Regions from separate parts of the Mus musculus genome. Here all the other regions are linked to region 1. The links are chromatin contacts, called in public promoter capture Hi-C maps. All regions are on one chromosome and are shown on one strand. The core of a region is the stretch at or near the end of the contact, and the rest is flanking DNA. Distances in the headings are between cores, read along the strand shown.

The links. Promoter capture Hi-C pulls out the DNA fragments that hold promoters and counts their contacts. Capture Hi-C pulls out chosen DNA fragments and counts their contacts.
Region 2: a promoter capture Hi-C map of liver shows a contact between it and region 1, with 3 times the contacts expected there. A contact is called at or near these places in 2 of 39 promoter capture datasets (liver and pre-B cells), 1 of 130 datasets of targeted methods (microglia) and 1 of 9 other capture datasets (liver).
Region 3: a promoter capture Hi-C map of liver shows a contact between it and region 1, with 3 times the contacts expected there. A contact is called at or near these places in 3 of 39 promoter capture datasets (cranial neural crest, liver and pre-B cells) and 1 of 130 datasets of targeted methods (pancreatic cancer cells).
Region 4: a promoter capture Hi-C map of liver shows a contact between it and region 1. A contact is called at or near these places in 1 of 39 promoter capture datasets (liver) and 1 of 9 other capture datasets (liver).
Region 5: a contact with region 1 is called in a promoter capture Hi-C map of liver, with 5 times the contacts expected there. A contact is called at or near these places in 2 of 39 promoter capture datasets (liver and pre-B cells) and 1 of 484 Hi-C or Micro-C datasets (embryonic stem cells).
Region 6: a contact with region 1 is called in a promoter capture Hi-C map of liver, with 6 times the contacts expected there. A contact is called at or near these places in 6 of 39 promoter capture datasets (the 3T3-L1 cell line, the C10 cell line, cranial neural crest and 3 more), 4 of 130 datasets of targeted methods (epiblast stem cells, microglia, pancreatic cancer cells and 1 more) and 1 of 9 other capture datasets (adipose tissue).
Region 7: a contact with region 1 is called in a promoter capture Hi-C map of pre-B cells, with 4 times the contacts expected there. A contact is called at or near these places in 2 of 39 promoter capture datasets (liver and pre-B cells).

Annotation. Positions count from the first base shown.
Region 1 is chr19:7,038,562-7,041,348 of GRCm38.p6, reverse strand. It overlaps Stip1 (stress-induced phosphoprotein 1), which reads left to right and starts at 1,323. Exons shown (of 14, transcript NM_016737.2): 1 at 1,323-1,469. The coding sequence starts at 1,461.
Region 2 is chr19:5,039,900-5,042,686 of GRCm38.p6, reverse strand. Brms1 (breast cancer metastasis-suppressor 1) reads right to left here and starts at 1,324. Exons shown (of 10, transcript NM_134155.3): 1 at 1,197-1,324. It overlaps B4gat1 (beta-1,4-glucuronyltransferase 1), which reads right to left. Exons shown (of 2, transcript NM_175383.2): 1 at 2,655-2,787; 2 at 1,553-2,380. The coding sequence ends at 2,189.
Region 3 is chr19:5,097,109-5,099,895 of GRCm38.p6, reverse strand. It overlaps Cnih2 (cornichon family AMPA receptor auxiliary protein 2), which reads left to right and starts at 1,375. Exons shown (of 6, transcript NM_009920.4): 1 at 1,375-1,713. The coding sequence starts at 1,633. Rab1b (RAB1B, member RAS oncogene family) reads left to right here. Exons shown (of 6, transcript NM_029576.3): 6 at 1-689.
Region 4 is chr19:8,940,520-8,943,306 of GRCm38.p6, reverse strand. It overlaps Mta2 (metastasis-associated gene family, member 2), which reads right to left and starts at 1,387. Exons shown (of 18, transcript NM_011842.3): 1 at 925-1,387. The coding sequence starts at 952. Eml3 (echinoderm microtubule associated protein like 3) reads right to left here. Exons shown (of 22, transcript NM_144872.1): 20 at 2,630-2,728; 21 at 2,274-2,404; 22 at 1,725-2,177. The coding sequence ends at 1,974. Gm10353 (predicted gene 10353) reads left to right here and starts at 917. Exons shown (of 4, transcript NR_165499.1): 1 at 917-2,655.
Region 5 is chr19:5,271,752-5,274,538 of GRCm38.p6, reverse strand. Pacs1 (phosphofurin acidic cluster sorting protein 1) reads left to right here and starts at 1,420. Exons shown (of 24, transcript NM_153129.3): 1 at 1,420-2,000. The coding sequence starts at 1,651. Sf3b2 (splicing factor 3b, subunit 2) reads left to right here. Exons shown (of 21, transcript NM_030109.2): 21 at 12-618. The coding sequence ends at 83.
Region 6 is chr19:8,755,717-8,758,503 of GRCm38.p6, reverse strand. It overlaps Nxf1 (nuclear RNA export factor 1), which reads right to left and starts at 1,401. Exons shown (of 21, transcript NM_016813.2): 1 at 1,245-1,401. The coding sequence starts at 1,272. 1700023D09Rik (RIKEN cDNA 1700023D09 gene) reads left to right here and starts at 1,535. Exons shown (of 2, transcript NR_132423.1): 1 at 1,535-1,719.
Region 7 is chr19:5,386,880-5,389,666 of GRCm38.p6, reverse strand. It overlaps D330050I16Rik (RIKEN cDNA D330050I16 gene), which reads right to left and starts at 1,331. Exons shown (of 1, transcript NR_033224.1): 1 at 1-1,331. It overlaps Sart1 (squamous cell carcinoma antigen recognized by T cells 1), which reads left to right and starts at 964. Exons shown (of 20, transcript NM_016882.3): 1 at 964-1,352. The coding sequence starts at 1,040.

The DNA.
Region 1 (2,787 bases), core at 74-2,573:
TCCATCATGCCTGGCTTAATCATGCACTTTGTATACATGCCTTTTGTAATTAAAAAAAAAAAAAAAAAAAAAAAACAACCAAAAAACCTAACCTTTGTATTTTCTTTTTGTCAAACAGAAGGTTGGAGGCTCATGGGTAGAGGGCTTGTGTAGCACAGACAAGACCTTTGTTTCTATCTCCAGTCACCCAAAAAGTACTCTTGCCACATTTGGCTCACACCTGTAATTTCAGCACTCTGCCTCTTCCCTCTCCCTCTCTCTTGAGACAGGGTCTCACTATATAGTTCTGGTATGGATAGCTCTGGCTGTCCTGGACCTCACTATGTAGATCAGGCTAGCTTAAGAGATACACCTGCCTCTGCTTCCTGCGTGCTGTATGCCACCACCGCTCATTTCCTCCGATCTTAAGTGAGGCAGGAGAAAGAACTAGGTAGGCATAAGTGAACAGATAAGGGGTAACCGGATGGAGAGGGTATGCATTGGTGCTACTGGCACAGACATGGCACCGCACAGCCCACGTTCCTTATACAAATCCTGTCCAGACCCCTGATCATCAGTCTCTGTCGTTCCATAAGCTACACGCTAAGCCTGCAACCCAAGTAGCATTTCTGCTGGCAGGCCATGGTGACCAAAGCTTGCAGCTGAGTTCAGAGAGTAAGGGCCAAGCAGCCGGTCCGCCAGGACACTGCCGGAAAAGCGGAGGCCTGTCGTGGCCCGCAGCATTTTGGGAACATTCAACGCAGGCCCGTCATAGCCCGCAATATTTTGGGTACATTCCGGGCCTAATAGTCAGGATGCGAGGAAGCGCGGGCCAACAGTCTCAGACTCAGGGAAAACAGCTTGTAACGCTGTAGTTAAAGCCTAGGCGACACCGGGCCAGATGCTCGACTCCCCACGAACCACCAGCCAGCCGAGCACCCCCTTACAGGGCAGCGGCATAAACCAATCAGCGCCAGGAATGGCCAAATTTTTTTTTTTCCCCACCCATCCACCCAATTGAATGTTTCCTCTGAAAGGCGGTTCCGTCTAGGAGTCCTTCAGCCCAATGAGAGTTGTGGAAATTTCCAGAAAGAACAGGACCAATGGGTGCGGCCAGGCCAGCTACAATTGACGGACTAACCAACCAATCCGTGTCGTCAAGACCCGCTCCTCCCTCAGTTAGCCTAGCCCTGAAATAGGCGGGACTTGCCGCGGAGTGTCCAATCCGGAGGTGCAGAGGAGGCAGGGCTGAAGAGAAGACCCGTAAAAAACCAATGAAAGAGAAGTCACGATGATTGACTGAACTTTAAGCCTATAAAAGGGGCGAGCAGAGCCTCCTGGACGTGTTCAACCAGTGAGCAGGCGAGGAAGGGGCGGTAACCTGGGGGTCCCGGCAGCTTCTAGTAGGTTCCAGAAGGCGGCGCGTGCGGTTGGGAACGCGGAGCGGACGAATTCGATTCAACGGGGTTCCGGGCCAGGCTATGGAGCAGGTGAAGGGGGAGGGGCGGCCGGGGCCCCGGGGCAGCGCAGGCCTGTTGGCGGGGAGAAGCGAGTGGTTGGGGGGCCGGGTCGGGCGGCCGAGGCGCGGGCGTGAGAGCCGCGGTCGGGCGTGTGAGGGGAGAATGGCGAGCGCCCGTCGCCCCCGCGACCCGCCGAGTGGAGCGGGAACAGGCCTGGCCGCGGCCGGGCCCCGAAGCTTCTGGGGGCCGGGCCTCCTCAGCGCGGAGAGGCCCCTGTCGGCCGCTGCGAACTTGGAGGGATCCGGTGACCGATCACCCCAGCAGCCTTCGGGGTACACGGCATCTGTGTGCGCCCGGGAAAAGGACCCGCGCGACTGCAGAGAAGGCGGGCGCGGACAGTGTCACCAGGGCTCCCTGAGGCATACATATGTCGCCCCTCCCCCCACTTTTCGTAGTGACTGTGGGGTGACTGAGTATCCGACCCTTGGAAATTCCGTTCCCGATTACACAGGATTTAGTGGTTTTAGACAGTTGTGAGCCGATAGTGAGGAGCTAGAAGTCCCTGTCTCTACCGCTCAGCATCTGATCTGGGGCACAGAGGGAAACCTGCCGTCCTTACCTTGGTGATTTAGCTCAGGCTACAGTGGCCTGCATCTGAGGCCTGGAGAGGTTTTGTTACCTTGGAAGCTGTCATTGAACCGTTGTGATTCATCCAAACACACACATACAAAAAGAGCACAGCTTACTACTACTTTTACTGTGATGTATAAAGTAAAACCTTTTGTTCTGGAATAGTCACTGTGAGGGACCGTGGGGCCTCTCACCTTGTTAATAAGACTAAATGGAGAGGTTAATCAACTTTCTGTACCCTTGGAGTAATTAAACTGTAACTGCAGTACGGACAAGAGAGACGCTTTTTTGGTATGAGTAACACCTTGCTCTGTTACAACAAAAAGAGGTTGTTTTTCATTATCATTCATTCATTCATTGTGTGGCACTAGGGATCAAACACAGGGCCTGAATTTAGAGCTATGGTCTACCCCGTCCATCCTCCCCACCCTCCTCAGTGGGGAAAAATCCTGCCAGCCATTATACAAGTGTGCAAGTGTTCCTGTGGACTGCAAACTTACAGTAAGATGACAAATTTGAGCGTTGGGCTTAGAGATGGCTCAGTTGGTTCAGCGTTTGATGTCTAAGGATGAAGGCCTGGGTTCCGATTGCCTTTACCCACTAAATCGGTGAGGGGAGGGGAGACCCGAGCATCTCAGGCCTGTCTGTGAGCTCCAGATTCATTGAGATTCTGTCTCAGAGTAAGGTGGAGAGTGTTGGAGGAAGACCCTGACTTCCA
Region 2 (2,787 bases), core at 75-2,574, 2.0 Mb after region 1:
GTCTGACTTTTCAGGCGGAACTGTGAGAAGGGGCCTCTGTTGGAATTCCCAAGGTCAACAAAGGAGGCAGGAGGAGAAACCTCTGCAGAACAGATTGAAAATCCAAGAGTTAGGGTGGAAGGTATTTTCAGAAGGAAGGAGACAACGAGAGATTGATACTGCCAGGCCCCCAGAGAGAATAGGTCATCTTGGATGTAGATGCTTCTAGTTCACACTGGTGTGATTTCTACATCTCTGGTTGCTGCTCTGTAAGTCTTTCCCATGGGGAAGGCATAACTCCTTCCCCCAGGAAGTTTTTTTTTGTTTTGTTTTTTTCGAGACAGGGTTTCTCTGTGTAGCCCTGGCTGTCCTGGAACTCACTCTGTAGACCAGGCTGGCCTCGAACTCAGAAATCTGCCTGCCTCTGCCTCCCTAGTGCTGGGATTAAAGGTTTCTTTGTTTTTTATCTCATATTCTCCCAGTCTCATGTCCGACCACCCAGTGAAATGTGGGTGTTTCATCAGGACAGGGCAGCAGGCTGTCCTACTCGCCCAGTGCAGTGCCAGCTCACTTGATGACTGGGAATTTCTAAACCCAAATTAAACAACATAAACTTTTGCAGTATAGAAACTGGCTTTTCCTTCTTGGCAACCCTACTTGGAGTAACGCTCCTTCACACCCATGCAAGTAATTATAGCGCCGGACCTGCAGGAGAGTTTAGTAGCATTTCCTCCTGCTCTGAAAATCCAGATCTCCAAAACAGCCTCACTGTTCCCCTTTTCACGCCTCAGACCCTCCACACTGGCAATTCCTTTTCACCGTTGTATATACTCTTTCTAAGACGCAGGATGAATTCAAGGATCTCCTTCCTCCAGCTGACTCTGATCCTGACTTCGTTAAATGAAGTCACAACCAATCGTCCCTCCTTAACCCGGGTACAAATAGGGGATATACCATTGCTGAGGGTTGTAGGGAGTGGAAGAGGCACACGGTAAACGCGCGGTGTATAAGCACCTCCACAGCAAACCTCCAGGGAAAGCAGACCCCTCCCTACAGACACAGAGGACAAACTCTGCGGCGCAAGGAACTATCCCACCTCGATCCACCCTCGGAACCGCGGGCTCCTCTCAGGCCAGCGCGCGAGTCGGGCCGGTTAAGTCTCTGCTTTAGCTCCGATCCGGAAAGCCCAACCCAGCGCCGGGCGTGGCCATACGCACCGCAGACACTGGGGCCTCCGGCCTCACGTCCAGGACTCCCGGAGAGCTGTCCGACCCAGGGTGTGAACGCCGCCGCCGTTGATCTCCGGAACAGTGCTGCGCAGGATTCTCTTTCTCCAGGAGGTGTCGACGCTTCCGTGTGCGTCATCAGGAGGCGCCCATTTGTGGCGCTTACAATGGAACCACTGGTGTCCAGGCATGCCGGGATACGGCGGACGGGTCTCCATAGCAACTGGCCCCCAGTAACCCAGGCCTTCAGCCTGTCCTAGCATTGTGGTCGGTGTCCTTGGGTCCACCGCCGTCTAACACGGTGCTCCGGCCCACCACCCCTCGGCTTAGGAGAGTAACAGAGCCAGCTGTGGGTGTGACATTCGTTTATTTACATAATGTCATCCGAAGGCAAATGAGCAGCCCAACCTACTGGAGGGCACAGATCTGGGACTTTAACCTTTATCTCTTTCCTCCTTCAGGGATCTCGGAGGGCGGAGGGCGAAGGCATGAGAGAACGGGAAACGTTCTTAGCACTACATTCTACGTTTTCATCTTTCTTTCCAAAAGCCTCATTTTATTAAACACTCAAGCTTCCCACCTCTAGCCCATTCAAACTTTTTGCTCTGCCGCTATCCACCCAACATGGTTAATAGTAACAATATCATAATAACACTGTAGCAATATTAATAATACTTCACATTTGTACGAAGTTTACAGGATGTTTACACATACAGCGTCTCATCTGAGCCAACAGTTCTGTGAGGTAGGTATTTTCACCTCCCTTTTTACAGACGGCGTAACGGAGGCTCAGAGAAGTAATAGTATTTGCTCAAGGCCACACAGCTAGTTAGTGGTAAAGCTGAGACTTGACTCCCAGCACCCCATAGTCAAGTCCAGTGTTCCAAACCCATAGCTACCTCTGTAAAGTGGAGGCATGTTTCTTACCCCAGTCAGGCCTGGAGCCAGATACTGACAATTCTCAGACCATGGAAGACAAGGACTCAGCATCGGTGGGGAGAGTTGGGGTACCTAGCCTTCAACTCCTGTTTGAACTGGCGGTAAAGGATCTTATTGCGCTGGTTTTCAGCCTCCTTTTGGGGATGGAACTTCAATGCCTCCTTGAATCCCTTATGAACCAGAAAACCTTCGTTCAGCACCTCAAAATTAAACCCTGCCACGTGCAGCTCACAAGCCTGGAAAAGGGGCGGGGGGGGGGGAGGGAGAGATAGAGGAGGGGAGAGGGAAGAGAGGGAGAGAGACAGGGAGAGGTCACAGTGATTTAATCACAATAACTTAATGATATCCCCAGGGCCCACATGATCATCCCTAAAGTTCCACTCCACTGTCCTCAATTCTCCATCATCCAACCACTTTCTTCTTGCTTCACTGCCTCCTTTCCACCAATGGCCACTTCACCCCTGACACGCCTCCAGTCTTAGTCCTACATGCCCTCTCCCTTTTAAGTACCTGGCTGATTCGATTGAAACCATACTGCCGAAAGCGTTCGTCAAATGTGGGCACCTTTCCTCCAGCCACATAAAATGGTTCCCAGGGGTCCCTCCAGGGCACCACGTAGGCAGGTCTCAGCAAGCTCTCCTCT
Region 3 (2,787 bases), core at 126-2,625, 1.9 Mb after region 1:
TCTGCCTCACTCCATCGCTCCCACACAGCTTGAGCCGTCCAGCTGCGGTTAGGTCTTGAGCACATCTAGGGTAGGTGGGCGGATGGCTGCGGGGCCTGTGTCTCAAGCCGGGAGGGAGCCTGCTCCTGCCTCCCCCTGCCCTGCCTGAGCCAGGCCCATGTGCTGCCTGCCCACCGAGCCCCTTTGTCCCTGAGGAAAGCGGAGGCGGAAGGCCCACCTTGCCAAAGGCCGGGCACCAGCCTTAACCCTCACTCTGCCAGCACCACCTCCCTTTTCCGAGGCAGCACATCTGGCTTGTTCTTCCTCCATTCCTCAGAGCCTGACAGGGCCAGACCTGCTTCTCTGGGGAATGTGGGTGCAGCTTGGGGTTGTGGGGCTCTTCCCCCTCCCAACTCAGAATCCTGGCCCCCACCCTCTGGCACAGCTTCCTGTAGAAAACCTTTGGTCTTTACCTAAGAAGCCATGTCCTTTGTGCTGTCTCTTGCCAGTCTCACCCTACAACCTGTCCTCCCCCTCCAGTGTGTATTTAAGTCCCTGGGCTGCCCCTCTGGGAGGGAGCCTCTTCTCCCAGGTTCCCCTCTGATGTCACATCAGGCATCTTGCAAGGAAAAGCCACTTGGGGGAAGATGGAAAAGGATGAAAAAATAAATTTCCACTGGCCCTTGGATAAGCCAAGGGTTTTTGCAAGGAAGCGGTGGTGACTGAGTGTGGTCTATGGTCAGAGTCAGCTTTGAGTTGCTGGGTGGAACTGGAGTCCAGAGTTTGGTGTGATGCATGGGGGGTCCTGGCTTGGACTGTATCTTAAGCTTGCTGGTAAAAGCCCTTGACCCACATACTGGGGCTGGGAAAGCCTGCTGTGCGGCTATGGGATGTCCCCAAGGGCCCAGCATGAATCTGTCAGAGGGAGGCTGGCAGGAGGCCGTCAGGTGAGCCACCAACATCCACTGGGACAGGCGTTCAAGGCATGAAGTTAGAAGCAAGGAGCAGGCGTTGGTCCCCCTGCATTTAGTCTTCCCCTCCTCCAGTCCCCGACTTTAGTCCCCTCTTGTGGCTTGAAGCCAGATGCCAGCTATCCTGAGCTTTGACAAGCGCTGCTTTACATTAGGACCTCAGTTGTATCCCCCTGAGCCAGCACTCTGTGGAGACGGGAGTACAGAATGTGGCTATAGTGGGCTTAGTTGTCCGAAAGTTGTACCAGGAACGGGCTTCCAGGTCTGCATGTTCTGGAGGTGCACAAACACTGGGCTCATTGGGGTGAGTGGCTGTGCTGGGCTGATGAGGCTGGCGGAGGGGCGCTCTGAGTCTCAGCCCCGCCCGAGGCCGCTGCACGGCGGCCCCGCCCCCGGCTCCGCCCCGCCGGCTTCGCGGGCTGGAGAGCGAGGGAGCCGCGGGCGAGGGATCGCAGGATGAGCGATCGGGGCCCGGGCAGCCGGCAGCGGACGCGCCCCCCGAGCCCCACGGCCCGCGCCCCGCGTCCCCCACGGCCTCGTGGCCCTGGTCCCGGACGCGCTGTCCGTGTCCCTAGAGTCCGGTGGGCCATGCCCGTCCGGCCCTAAGTGTGGGCCGGGGGGCGTCCCCTTGCGCCCAGACCCCGCGCTGGCGCCCCCCGGGCCACCGCCCGGCGCGGGGGCCATGGCGTTCACCTTCGCAGCATTCTGCTACATGCTCACCCTGGTGCTGTGCGCCTCCCTCATCTTCTTTGTCATCTGGCACGTAAGACTGGGCTTGGACTGGGGGCGGGGTGGGGGGCAAGTGGGCTTATGGAGCAGGAGGGGGCTGGGGCTGATGGTATCAGTGCTCCGGGGAAACTTGAAAGGTCTTTTCCACTAGCCCCCATGGTTTCTGTTCGCACCCCCCAACACCCCCTTGTCGTTGGCTTCCTTCCCCCGGGGCAGCCCCCCCCTTCCTTCACCGCCCCCGCCTGTCTGTGGGTATGTCAGTAGGTCCTGACCCTCTCCTTGCTTCATCCAGTCATTGGGCAGGGGCGGAATTCTTGATCCTTCTATATTCTCATCCATCCACCCCCGTCTGTCCATCGGGCAGTTTGTCTGTGTGCCCCCCCAGCCCCCCCGCTGAACCCCTCTCCTTTGTGGGTTTTTCCAACCAGAATGATGGAGATGGTTGCTATGGCAACTGCATCTGTTTACAAGACCCGCATATCTTAGAACCCATTAACCCTGTCCCCTCCTGGACCCCTCTGACCCAAGTGGGATAGGTTCGAAGCAGCTCAAGAAACCTAGCTCCCACCTGGTCTCACTCTGACTCTCCAGCTTCCTTCTGATTCCTTCACATACGTGCCTTTTGTCTTTCATGTCCCTCACTCCTGGTCTGCCCTCACCCTGGCCTAGCCTCACACCTCACTCTTCAGAATGTCTCTTGTCTCATCTCAAATGGTTTCCCATTGGAGAGGGTTCTTGTACCTAGTTCTCTCCTGGGCTTTCCCAAGGGCCTCCTCTACCTGGTTCTTTCTCCTCTCTAGAACTGTGAGCCTCTGGCTTACTGTTGAGGTCTCTGCCGGCTCCTTCCAGCTGCCCCTCCTCCAATGCACTCAAACGGGTCCCATACAGGCCTGTCTCTCTGTTGTAGCTACTAGCATGCACATCTCCTGGTCTAATCCTCTTTTAAGTGTTCTCTTATCTGACTGCATCCAGCGTGCCTCCGTCCCCTCTTGCTTTACCTTTCTTGCTCTCCATTTCTTGTGTCTTTCTGGGACTTGCTGCCTCCCAGAAAGCACCCTGTCTCTTCCTTTGTCCTCCCCTCCTTCCTCTTTGACAGGTACTAGATCCT
Region 4 (2,787 bases), core at 138-2,637, 1.9 Mb before region 1:
GACAGTGGTGGCATATGCGTTTAATCCCAGCAGTCTGGGAGACCAAAGCAGGCTCTTGGTTCAAAGCCAGCCAAGTCTACAGCTCAAGTTCCAGGACAGCCAGGGTTACACAGAGAAACCTTGTCTCAAAAGAAACAAGGGGGAAACCTGCCTCAAAAAGGAAATGGGGGGTGGGGGAAGAGAAGAGAGAAAAAAAGAAAAAAAAAAAAAAAAAAAAGGAAGGAAGGAAAAGAGATATTATGGAAATACTTTGCCAGGCAGTGGTGTCACACACCTTTAATTCCAGCAGTCAGGAGGCAGAGGCAGGCGGATCTCTGAGTTCGAGGACAGCCTGGTCTACAGTATGAGTCCCAGGACAGCCAAGACTACACAGAGAATAAACCTTGTCTAAAAAGAAACAAGGAAAAAAGAAGAAAAAGGAAATGAGTTTTTACCCCCTACCCCTGCAACACCCAGTTCTAAAGTCAGATCTTCACTCAAAAGTGAGACTTAAGAAACAAGAACAAGAATTTCCCTGGAGTCCATACAACTTTGCACTCAAGTTGCATCCTTGTATAGGAGAATTGAGTAAACTGTTCAGGCCCCACCTTCGCGAACGCACAAGCCGCCACAGAAAAGAAAACCCCTGCGCGCCTAGCCCCTAGCGCGGCTGGCCGGACGGTGGGTCACTCGGGCCCCTTCCAAAGCCAAGGCCACTTCCAGCCCGGCGATCCAGTCACAGGTCTCAAGAGCACCGTTACGGCTGCAGGTAAGCCTCTGCGGTAGACTCTGCGCCCGATAGCGTCGCCGCCGCGGAACCATGGCTCTTGATTCCGGTTCCGGTCGGTGCCGCGGCCCACACGACCCCAGATGTGGCTCCCCCGCGCCTGCGGACACCGAGTCTCCCTGATCCCGGCCTCAGCCTCTTCCGCTCAGGGTACTCACCTCCCACCCGGTACATGTTAGCCGCCATGGCCGTTCCCGCCGCCGCCTCCGGCCACACAAAGAGGTCCCGGAGGCTCGCGGGGGCAAAGCTCAGCTCCAGACGAAGCCCCCAGCGCGTGGCTGACGCTTCGCGGAAGTGTCGATGGGGCCCGAGCAGCCGGCACCTCTGCTCGCTCAGCCGCCGCGGCTCATCACTGCCCGCGCGACGACGACACTGCTATAGCCTCACGCCGGGACACCGAGGCCAGCTCCGGTCTACTCGGCTTCTTCCGGAACGAGCTCGATTCCTGCCTGACCGGAGTGAGGTTCCAGCTCCTAGCGTCCTCACCGAGTCCCAGCAGACGTCGTGCGGTGCCAACCGCTGGCAAGGTTTGCCCTGCCCGCGTCCGGGTTCGCCTCCTTCCGGAACACCTTCGGCCGATCCGGAGAACAAGGCCCAGCGCTCGGCTCAGGTCGGAGAGCAAGACCCCGCAGATCGGCCACTTCCGGAAGGAACTCGGCTCCTTTCGCTCAGCCGCGGCCTCGCGCTCGGTTATTTCCGTTGCAGCTCGACCCCGCCCCTGAGGGCGGTGAGGAGCCGGAATTAACTCTTTGCACTATGGGTCCTAGCAGCTCCCCGGCAGTGGCGTCGAAAGGCGCGCGCGCGCCCTCACTCTTCTTGAGGTTATTTGCAAGCCGCTTTGCCTGTTATTTGCATATTTGGTCTGAACTCCCTTTTCTCTTCCCGCCCTGCACTTTTTTCTTTCATCCTAACACAACTGGGCCCCTGAGGGGACCCGCCGCACAAAAGCACCAGGCAGTTACTTTTTTCTTTTTATTGCCCCTCACCGAGCAGAGGGTGTCGGAGCTGGGTTGCCTGGCTCAGCCAGCAAGTCTGTTGTTATTTTGTGTGCAGTGGGGTGGTTAGCCCCTCCAGAAAAATGCGCAATTGGGAATGTATGAAGTCAAAGAAAAAGCCAGCACAGGAAAAGACTGTCCTTGGTCCTAGGGGTTTTGGCCAGGGTGGGGCCAGACCACAGTACCAGAGGGACAAGACCATCCAGCATCAATCACACGTCCAGGGAGGAGGCAGGGGACAGAGAGGGCGTTCTAGATGGTGTGGCAGGAGCGGGCCCAGAGCTCCCTGCCCCCAGCACTCGCCACTGAAAGATGCTAGCATCCTTGCCACCTAAGGAGACAAGGTATGAGTCGTCGTGCGTGAACCGGACACTAGTCACATGGCTGCCATGGCCTGAGTACATACGACTTGGCGCCTAGATGAGAGAAAAAAAAAAAAAAAACAACTGGTTGCAGCAATGGCAGGGTACCAAACCTACCCACCTGGGCCCAATGGTCCCCTGAAGCCTCACCTTGGCTCGAGCACATGGGTACTGAAAGAGGTGTACTTTGCAGAAGTCGTCTGCCACAGCCACCACCCGTTCATTGTGGGAGCGGCAAAGGGAGTTGATGTCTGTCCCATCAGAGCCATCAGGCCACACACCTAACACAACAGGTGGCCTGAGTCAGGCTGCTACCACAACCTAGAGTTGCAGTGTTTCAGGTCTTCAGGTTGCCACTGCGCTCCAGACAATCCCAAGGGGCCTCCTAGCCTGGATTTGCCACTATGACCCCCACCCCGAGGTGGCACACGCCCAGGATTCTGAGGGCAGAATGGGTTCTTCCTTGTTTCCCCAGCCCTCCTAACGGATTCCAGATCCTGGCTCACCATAGACGTGGAAGCCCAGCACACAGGTATAGGTAGCCCACTCCCGGTCTCTGCTCTCATAGCGGTTCCTCAGCAGTTTGCAGCCTCCAGCCACATCCCCTAGGTGGAAATCGCCTACTCAGCCGTCATTCTTCCCTCACTTGACGACATGAACTGAT
Region 5 (2,787 bases), core at 171-2,670, 1.8 Mb after region 1:
CTCTCCTACAGCAAAAGAAACGGAAAGCTCAGCCCCAGGACAGCCGTGGGGGCAGCAAGAAATACAAGGAGTTCAAATTTTAGGTCCTGCTCGCATAGCTGGCCTGCCTTTAGGCTCTTTGTATGTCTGGGCTTTCTCTGTGGCTCCCTAAAGCTAGATCTGGACTCCCTAGGCTCGTCACTTCCTGTTCTTATTTTAGACTTGTTTTGTAAATAAAGCTGTTTCCCAAGGAAGGATGAATACAGGCGCTCTTGAACCTCTCTCTCTTTTAGCTTCTGCAAAAGCATCTACTTCTTGCCTGTAATCACAGATGGCCCATAGGACTATGGGACTGTAGTTCTGAACTGAACTTGTGGGTAGTTCACTATCCCTACCCCTCCTGTGTGTGAAGGCTCTGCTGAAGGTACCTTTGGGTCTGGTCTGACCTTACTGCTTTGTCCGTGGGGAATAAAAATAGCCAGCTTAGCACCGTGGCTAGGCTGGGAAGTAACTGTAGGCTAGGGAAGTAGGCCAGGTCAGGCCTTCCTCATTGACCTTGTGGCAGAAAGGCCGATTTCTTACCTATTGGAGAACATCTGTCTCTAAATAAAATCTCAATTGTTCCAGAGTACTGGCTAACTACTTGGATTTACTAGTGTGTGTGTGTGTTGGTGGGTGGGTGGGTTTGAAGGGCTTGTTTTGTCTTCGTCACTGAGTTCTGAGAAGTTTTTTGAAAAACTAGACTAGGTTGGAGCACAGGATTCCATAACATTTGCTCAAGTACTGGGGAGAAGGTGTGGGTGTAGGAGAGTGCAAGAGCTCTAGGTAGGGTGGGGGTGTGTGGGGATGGCAGCTGATCAGGCCTTGAGAGAAATAGAATTCTAGAAATTGAGAAAGCACCGAGGCACTCTGGGACTTTTGTAAAGAAGGCTGTGTCGGGGGCGCTGTACCAAGAAAGGCTGTTGGACCTAGACAACCTTAGCTCAACTGGCTCCTGCCCACAGTCAAGCTGGAACTTAAGCTCCTTAGGTGGTGGCCGGCCCCTGGATCTCTACCTACTGCTTCTTTTGCAGAAGTGGGCGAAATAACCACAGAAGGGGTCGCCACAGCGGGCTATCCGATTTCCATGCAACGCGTGACCAGAACTACGTGTACTGCAGATCCCAGGGGCTGAGCGCGCTCTCGTACAGTCTTCTCCGGTCCGGGACCGCGCCCCGGAAAACCCGGGTTTCCGCTGGCGGGGTAGCAGCCGCCCGAGGAGGGCGGAGGGAGGAGGGGCGCGGAGCCTGCACGCCGAGGCCTGCTAGGGACTCCAGGGCCGCGCCGCGAGAGCGCGCGGGCTGTAGCCCCTTCCCGGGGGCCGCGGGGCCGAGCGCGAGTCTGGCCCCGCCCCTCGGCGCCGGTCTGGGTGGGGCCGCGGCTCCCCGCCCCTTTCGGACACGCCCACCCAGTGTCTGGGCCTCGCGGGCCGCAACAGGCGGCGGCGGGCGAGCGCGAGGACCGCGCGCAGCGAAAGCCCGCGCGTGCGTGCAGATTCGCTGGTGGCTCGCGCTCCGCCGGGCGTTCTGAGGAGACGCGCTGAGCCGCTGCCGCCGCGGGGGGAAGCCTGAGAGTCGCTCGCGTGCCCTCAGTCTGCGTAAGCCCCGCGCCCCTTCCTCCCCTGGCCAGGCCATGGCGGAACGCGGAGGGGCGGGCGGTGGTCCCGGAGGCTCCGGGGGCGGCAGCAGTCAGCGGGGCTCTGGGGTCGCCCAGTCCCCGCAGCAGCAGCCGCAGCAGCAGCCGCCGCAGCCTCAACAGCCGACGCCCCCCAAGCTGGCCCAGGCCACCTCGTCCTCCTCGTCCACCTCGGCTGCGGCCGCCTCCTCCTCGTCCTCCTCCACCTCCACCTCCATGGCCGTCGCGGTGGCCTCGGGCTCTGCGCCTCCGGGCGGTCCAGGACCAGGCCGCACCCCCGCCCCAGTGCAGATGAATTTGTATGCTACCTGGGAGGTGGACCGGAGCTCATCCAGCTGCGTGCCCAGGTGAGCAACGGGCGGCTGGGAAAAGGTGTTGGCCTAGGGGACCGCCAGGCTGGCTCTGTGACAGGCCCCGCCTCCCCATCTCTCCGGGGCGAGTGGAGGGTACGTCCTCCACTCCTAGCTCATCTTGGCTTTGGGGGGTGGGGGCTGTCTTCTCCTGGGCCTTCCAAGACTGTTGTGTGGGCCTGCCCTCTCCAGCAGTCCCACCTTCCGCCTTGGCTCGAACCACCCTCCTGTCCTCCTGGAGCAATGGTGGCCTCGGGGACCCAGCCCAGTGGCCTTCCTTGGCTGGGTCTGACCGAATCTGGCCTTCCTTACGGTCAGTAAGTCACTCTTCTTCCTGCCTCACTGGCGCCCGTGGGCTGTACATATGTTAATGTTACACAGATGTGGTAAAGATGGCTTTGATATAGTTCTTTCCCAACGTACTTAGCATGTGCCAAATTCATTTGTCACCTGTTGCAGGTAAAGCTGGTTAACACTTGGGGGTTCAGTACATACATTCATATGTTCTTCATGCTACACACATTCTCTGGGTACTCTGTGCTCTTAGTTTGGACATCAGTTGAATGTGTTCTTAAATGCAAGTTTTCATTTCCTCCTCCACTAGATACTGGTCACAGAGTCTCCAGGTTCCTATGAGCTCTGTAAAATGACTGCCTTGTTCCTAAATTCAACCCATTTTTCTGTCCATTGGAACTATCTGAAAACTTGCATCAAAAAATTATGCTTGTTTCTCTATGGCAAAGCAGTTGTTGTATATACTTCTTTGGGGACAGTGTGTTGGATT
Region 6 (2,787 bases), core at 152-2,651, 1.7 Mb before region 1:
AGAAGGCCTGGCACACAGGGAATGACCTGGAACCTCTGATCCTCTTACCTTAAACAGTGCACTACTACACTTGGTTCTATTTATTTTCCTTTTTGCCAGACCTTGAGTTTAACTCTAGGAGCCCAACCCCCCCAAAAAAAAGTAAAAGTCTATGCAATACCGAACTTGGGAAGCTGACACAGGGAGACTGACTGAGGCCAGCCTGGGATACTAGGGCTGACCCTGTAAGGGAGAATTAGCCTTCCCTAGGGATGAATTCCCTAAATGGTTATCCAATCCCAAATGGTAAGCTTTAGAAACAAATATATACACATTAACACTAAATGGGCTCTGCATGTTGGATGAATTTGGGGAGAGAGTTGACAATGGGAATGGCTAGAGAAAGGAGACCAAGTAATTATATTTGAATTAAAATAAAGGTTCATTGGGTAGCTATTTTTCAGGCCTGGATAAATCATCAGTATTACACAAATACAAAAAAGGTATAACTTTCAAAGAAATCCACCTAATATCTAGCATCCTCTAAACAACGATCCTCTCCAAGCAACCCTAGTAAAAAGGAATACATTAAGAGACAGTGAAACTACGGTTCACGGAAGAAAATTCCCACTCCAGTTACTGTGTTCTAGGCACTTGGTAGAAATTATTTCATACGCACACAAACGCACACGCACATGCACACAAACTTGGGAGACAGGTACCCACATGAAAGAGGCGGAAAACAAGGCCTGAAAGTTTAACTCACTCGGGTTTAGTACAGCCAACTCCAGATTCAAACCTCAGCTGTCATAGTGTCCTAACCACCACAATGAATTAACATGTCAGGATAGGTGTTCCGACTAGAAATTTGATAAACAATAAGCAGCAAGCTACAAGAACAGACTGATCGTATCACAAAAAGAAAAAGAAAAATAGGGCACCAGGGTAGCCCACGACCAAGCGACTACTGACTCACATTTAAAGGAAGAGTCGGGCCGCCAAACTGAACTGACAGGCATCAACCACCCTCAAAGTTGAAAGGAATCTTGTCACCCCACCCCTGAGCCACAGGTTCTCCAACGCCTGAATCCGGGCGACTCTGGAGCCCCTGGGTCCCGCGGCGCCCCGCGCCCCCTGCCCGCGCGGCCACCGCTACCTACGGACGTAGGGCTCCTCGCGGCCTCCCGCCCCCGGGCTGAGGCCTAGGCCAGGGCCGCCCACCCCAACCCACCGCGTCGCCTCCCGGCCCGAGGCCCCGCACTGACCGTTGTATGACTTCCCTTCGTCCGCCATGGCACAGGCAGGTACAGGGGCGGGCTCAGGCGCAGAACCTGACGCCACCAAACGCCAAGGAGCCTTAGCGCTCAGGACAGAATCTCTCCTACGACCGGCGCCACCGCATTTATCCGGCGAAGCACGTCGCGCGCCGCCGACGTCCCCAGGATGTGGGCGGTGCCGCGGGACGTGAACGCGCTCTCTGAGCCTGCGCAGAAGCAGGGCGGCCGCTCGGGGGCGTGGCCAGGCCCTCCGAGGCCCGCCCACGGCCGGAGCTCCGGCCGGATGGCCTATCGGCCGGCCCCGCCTTCCTATTTCTTCGCTGGCCCGGTCCCGGAGCTAAACCCTCTGCGTTAGCACTGAACTCAAGAGGAGCAGGGTCGAGGGCTACACACAAGAATGGAGACCTGGCCTCTGAACGGGAGTAACGGCCCACAGTCCCCGCCGGTGGGATCCCGGCAGCGAGTAAGTCGCAGCTCAGTTCCTTGCCAGCCGCTGGCCTATGCCCTCTTAGCTTTTCTCATCTCCACGACGAATTATGACGAAATAGAAAATTGGAATGTAAGCCCCACTGGAGCAGGAACCTTAACTAATGCGAACTTTTCTTCCTCCAGCACAGTATCATGCCCAGTGTGAAACCCAAGTGTGAATTAAACGAAATCCTGTCCTTCGTAGGTTTTTAAATTGACTAATGAAAAAAGGTCTTTTAAATTGACTAATGAAAAAAAAAGTCAAGTCGGGTGTAGTGGAGCAGGTCTTTAAACCCAGCATTTGGAAGGCAGAGGCAGGCAGATCTTTGAGTTTGAGGCCAGTCTTGGCTCTATAGAAATTTCTAGAACAGCCAGAGCTATGTAGAGACCCTTCCTCCAAAAAAAATAAAATAATAAAATAAAATAAAAAAGCTTTAGTCTTACTATCAATACTTTGTCCAGTTCAGAGATAGGGAACACTACATAGACCATCTCAAAACAAAATCAGGGATCTAGTGAGCCTTAAGCCTTGATCTTCACTTCACTCAGTCTGTCATACTGAAGCCTAATTGGTAGACCCAGGTCAGCTAGGTAGGTAGCTAGGGAAAGTTGCTAGTTTTGGGTTTTGTTTCTTGAAACAGGGTTTCTGTGAAACTTGCTTTGTAGACCAAGTTGGCCACAAACTCAAGAAATTCACCTGCTTCCAACTCCCAAGTGTTGACTGAAACTTTAATGTCAAACCCAAGAGCTCTAGGAAACTTTTCTGGTGTGGCTAGGACTATTGCAGCCTTGGATCCAGATGCTGCTGTGGGAGGGGGAAGCAGATGGGGTGCTGGTAGGCATGGAGCATGACTTGATTTGAAGATACAAAACAGGCTCAAACTTATGGGTACTGTCTTGGAAGTTGCCGCCCAATTATGAACCCACTTAGTCCAAAGGAAAACTCTTATGAAGTGCTGCTGTACTTGGCTACTCGCTTCTAGGGGGGAGTTGTGTGTACAGAGCTCCGGAGCTACCCTGCCTATCAGTAGGGGCCCATCAGAGTCACTGACTTAACCCTTTT
Region 7 (2,787 bases), core at 82-2,581, 1.7 Mb after region 1:
CCTTTACTCAACCCAAAACAAAGCAACCAAACTAAACAAACAATCAAACAAACAGAAACCCAGGAAAAGTCGAGAAAAGCATGTAATCCCAGCCTGGGCTACATAGTTAACAGGCTAGACAGAACGGGAAAAACAAAAAAAGGAGGGAAAGCATATACATGCACAAATGTGCCGAATTTGCACTCAAGCCTGGAGTGGCCATGCACACGAGAGGCTGACAGAGGGACTGTGGTGGGTTTGAAGACAGCCAGGGGTAAGTAACAAGTACTAGACCTACCTTTACAAAAAAAGAAAACTAGAAACAAACCATCACTCAGTATCACCAGGTTTATAGGCACAAATTCAAAGAGCACTCCAAAGCCTAGTTAAAAAGGTCCAATCCAGCTGGGCGGTGGTGGCGCACGCCTTTAATCCCAGCACCTGGGAGGCAGAGGCAGGCGGATTTCTGAGTTCGAGGCCAGCCTGGTCTACAGAGTGAGTTCCAGGACAGAGAAAACCCCTGTCTAAAAAATAATAATAAAACGGTCCAATCCATCAGTCTAGGGGACATAGGATGACGGTAGCGTTCGCTAAAAGAAAGAGTATTTTCCAACTCTGGATGGAGCCCCGGCACTAGGGAGCTTGCTTGGACAGTCACTGGAGAGGGGGCTGCCCACAGAGAGACTTGAGGCACAGAGCACCACGAAGCGATCAGAGTGGAAGGGGAAGGAGGCAGGGGAAACTTCTAGCTCCGGAGATGATGACCCAGTACCATGCTAAAGTTCTTACGGCTCTACGACTACCATCTTAGATGGCGCGAGAGGGTGGACGGCGCAGTCTCTACAGGTGCGCGTGCGCAGAGACCAGTAGCTGGCAGGCGGGACCGCGCACCCTCAATCAGTCCCTCCCGTGAGCCTTTGGAGGTTCCCAGGCAGGCCCCGGAAACAGCCCCTCTTAGTTTCCGGCAACAGGAACGGGGCGGTCGCGCGACCCGGAAGCGTTCCCATTTCGCGTCGTCTGGGCTAGGGTAGCGGCCCGGCTCCAGGCGGACGCAATAATCATGGGGTCGTCAAAGAAGCACCGTGGCGAGAAGGAGGCGGCCGGGACGACGGCTGCGGCCGGGACTGGGGGCACGACCGAGCAGCCGCCACGGCATCGCGAGCATAAGAAACACAAGCACCGGAGCAGCGGCGGCGGCAGCAGCGGCGGCGAACGACGGAAGCGGAGCCGGGAGCGTGGGAGTGAGCGCGGGAGCGGGCGGCGTGGGGCGGAAGCCGAGGCCCGCAGCGGCGCGCACGGTCGCGAACGAAGCCAAGCGGAGCCCTCGGAGCGGCGCGTGAAGCGGGAGAAACGCGATGACGGCTACGAGGCCGGTGAGGGCGGGGCCCGGGGGCGGGGCAGGGTCTTGGGATGCCCAGGACGGAGGGTACGGGAGGACCTCGAGGGCCATCTGCCTCTCGGGTTAAAGACGTCCTCCGGGTGTTTGGGGTTAAACGTTGACGTCTCCACGTTAAGCTTTAAGAAGACAGGAGTCTTCCTGCCTTCCCTGTCTTCCTGGCACTTCACAGCAATGCATTGGGTGGGTGAATGAGGTGGGACGAGCGTGTACAGACAATCGACCAATAGCTCATAGCGGAGACATGAAGCAGTAAGATAGGCTTGGGTCTGAACCAGCGCTGTAAGCCCTGTTGAGAAGTTTGGGCTTTGTTATGAGGATGGTAGGGAGCCAAGGATTTGAGTAAGCAAGTGACTTGAATTGCATGATATTTTATGAAGATCAGTGGGTTGAGAGCTTGTCAAACGTAGGACCAGAGATCAAGAGATCGGGAGGGAGGTCCAAGCAACCAGGTGAGGGCTAATAGTATGCATGTTTCTCTATGCAGCGGGCCGGAGAGAAGTGGACAGATTGAATAGGAATTCGGTCTGATTGGCCTGGTGAATGGAGGTGTCATCTGTTGGAACTGAGTTTAGAAGAGAAGCAGATTTGAGGCAGGGGAGAATGACACAGTTTTGGGAGAACTTTATGTTTGGTGTATATGGGAAACCTTACAGTTTAAGTGAGATAGAGTGACTTTGGGCTGGTGTGTATTCAGGAAACCAAAGAAGTGCCTTAGAACATGTGGAATGAGAACGAGAGTCAGGCATAGAACCTGCTAAATTCCAGTAGTTCAGTTGTGGGCAGAGGAACATGTTGAGGAGCATAAATAGTAGCCAGTGGCAGGAACCCACAGTCTGCCCATAGGATCTATGCAAAGAGAGCATTGCTGAAGTGTGATCCACCACAGGACATTAATCTTTTAAACAAAGGATTGTTTTTATGTTAATGCATTTGAGTATTTTACCCTCATGTGCCCGTGCCAGCAGAGGTCAGAAGAAGGCATCGGATCCCCTGGAACTGAATTAGATGGCTGTGAGTTGCCATATGGATTCTGAGAACCAAATTTGGGTCCTCTGTAAGAACAGCAAGTGCTCTTATCCCCTGAGACATCTCTCCAGTCTCCAGATCAGAAATTTTCTTGAAAGTAATCTGCTAGTTGGAAAAAGGGAGACTTGGGACTTGACAGTTCCCACAGAAAGTGGAGTGGTGCCAAGGCAGAGAAAGGGACTGTTGGGTTAAAGAAGAGAGTGACTGCAGTGGTTGAATACGGCAGAGATTTTTGAGAAGATGCCCTCCTGGTAGGGCCTGGTTGGGGGAGCTAAATTTGATGCATCTTCCTCTGTATGGTGTTTGTTGAAGTTCTCTTCTGTTTGTGGGATGGGTAGAGCAGGTCCAGGGTGCATGCCTGCTTATTTATGTTCTTGTTTATG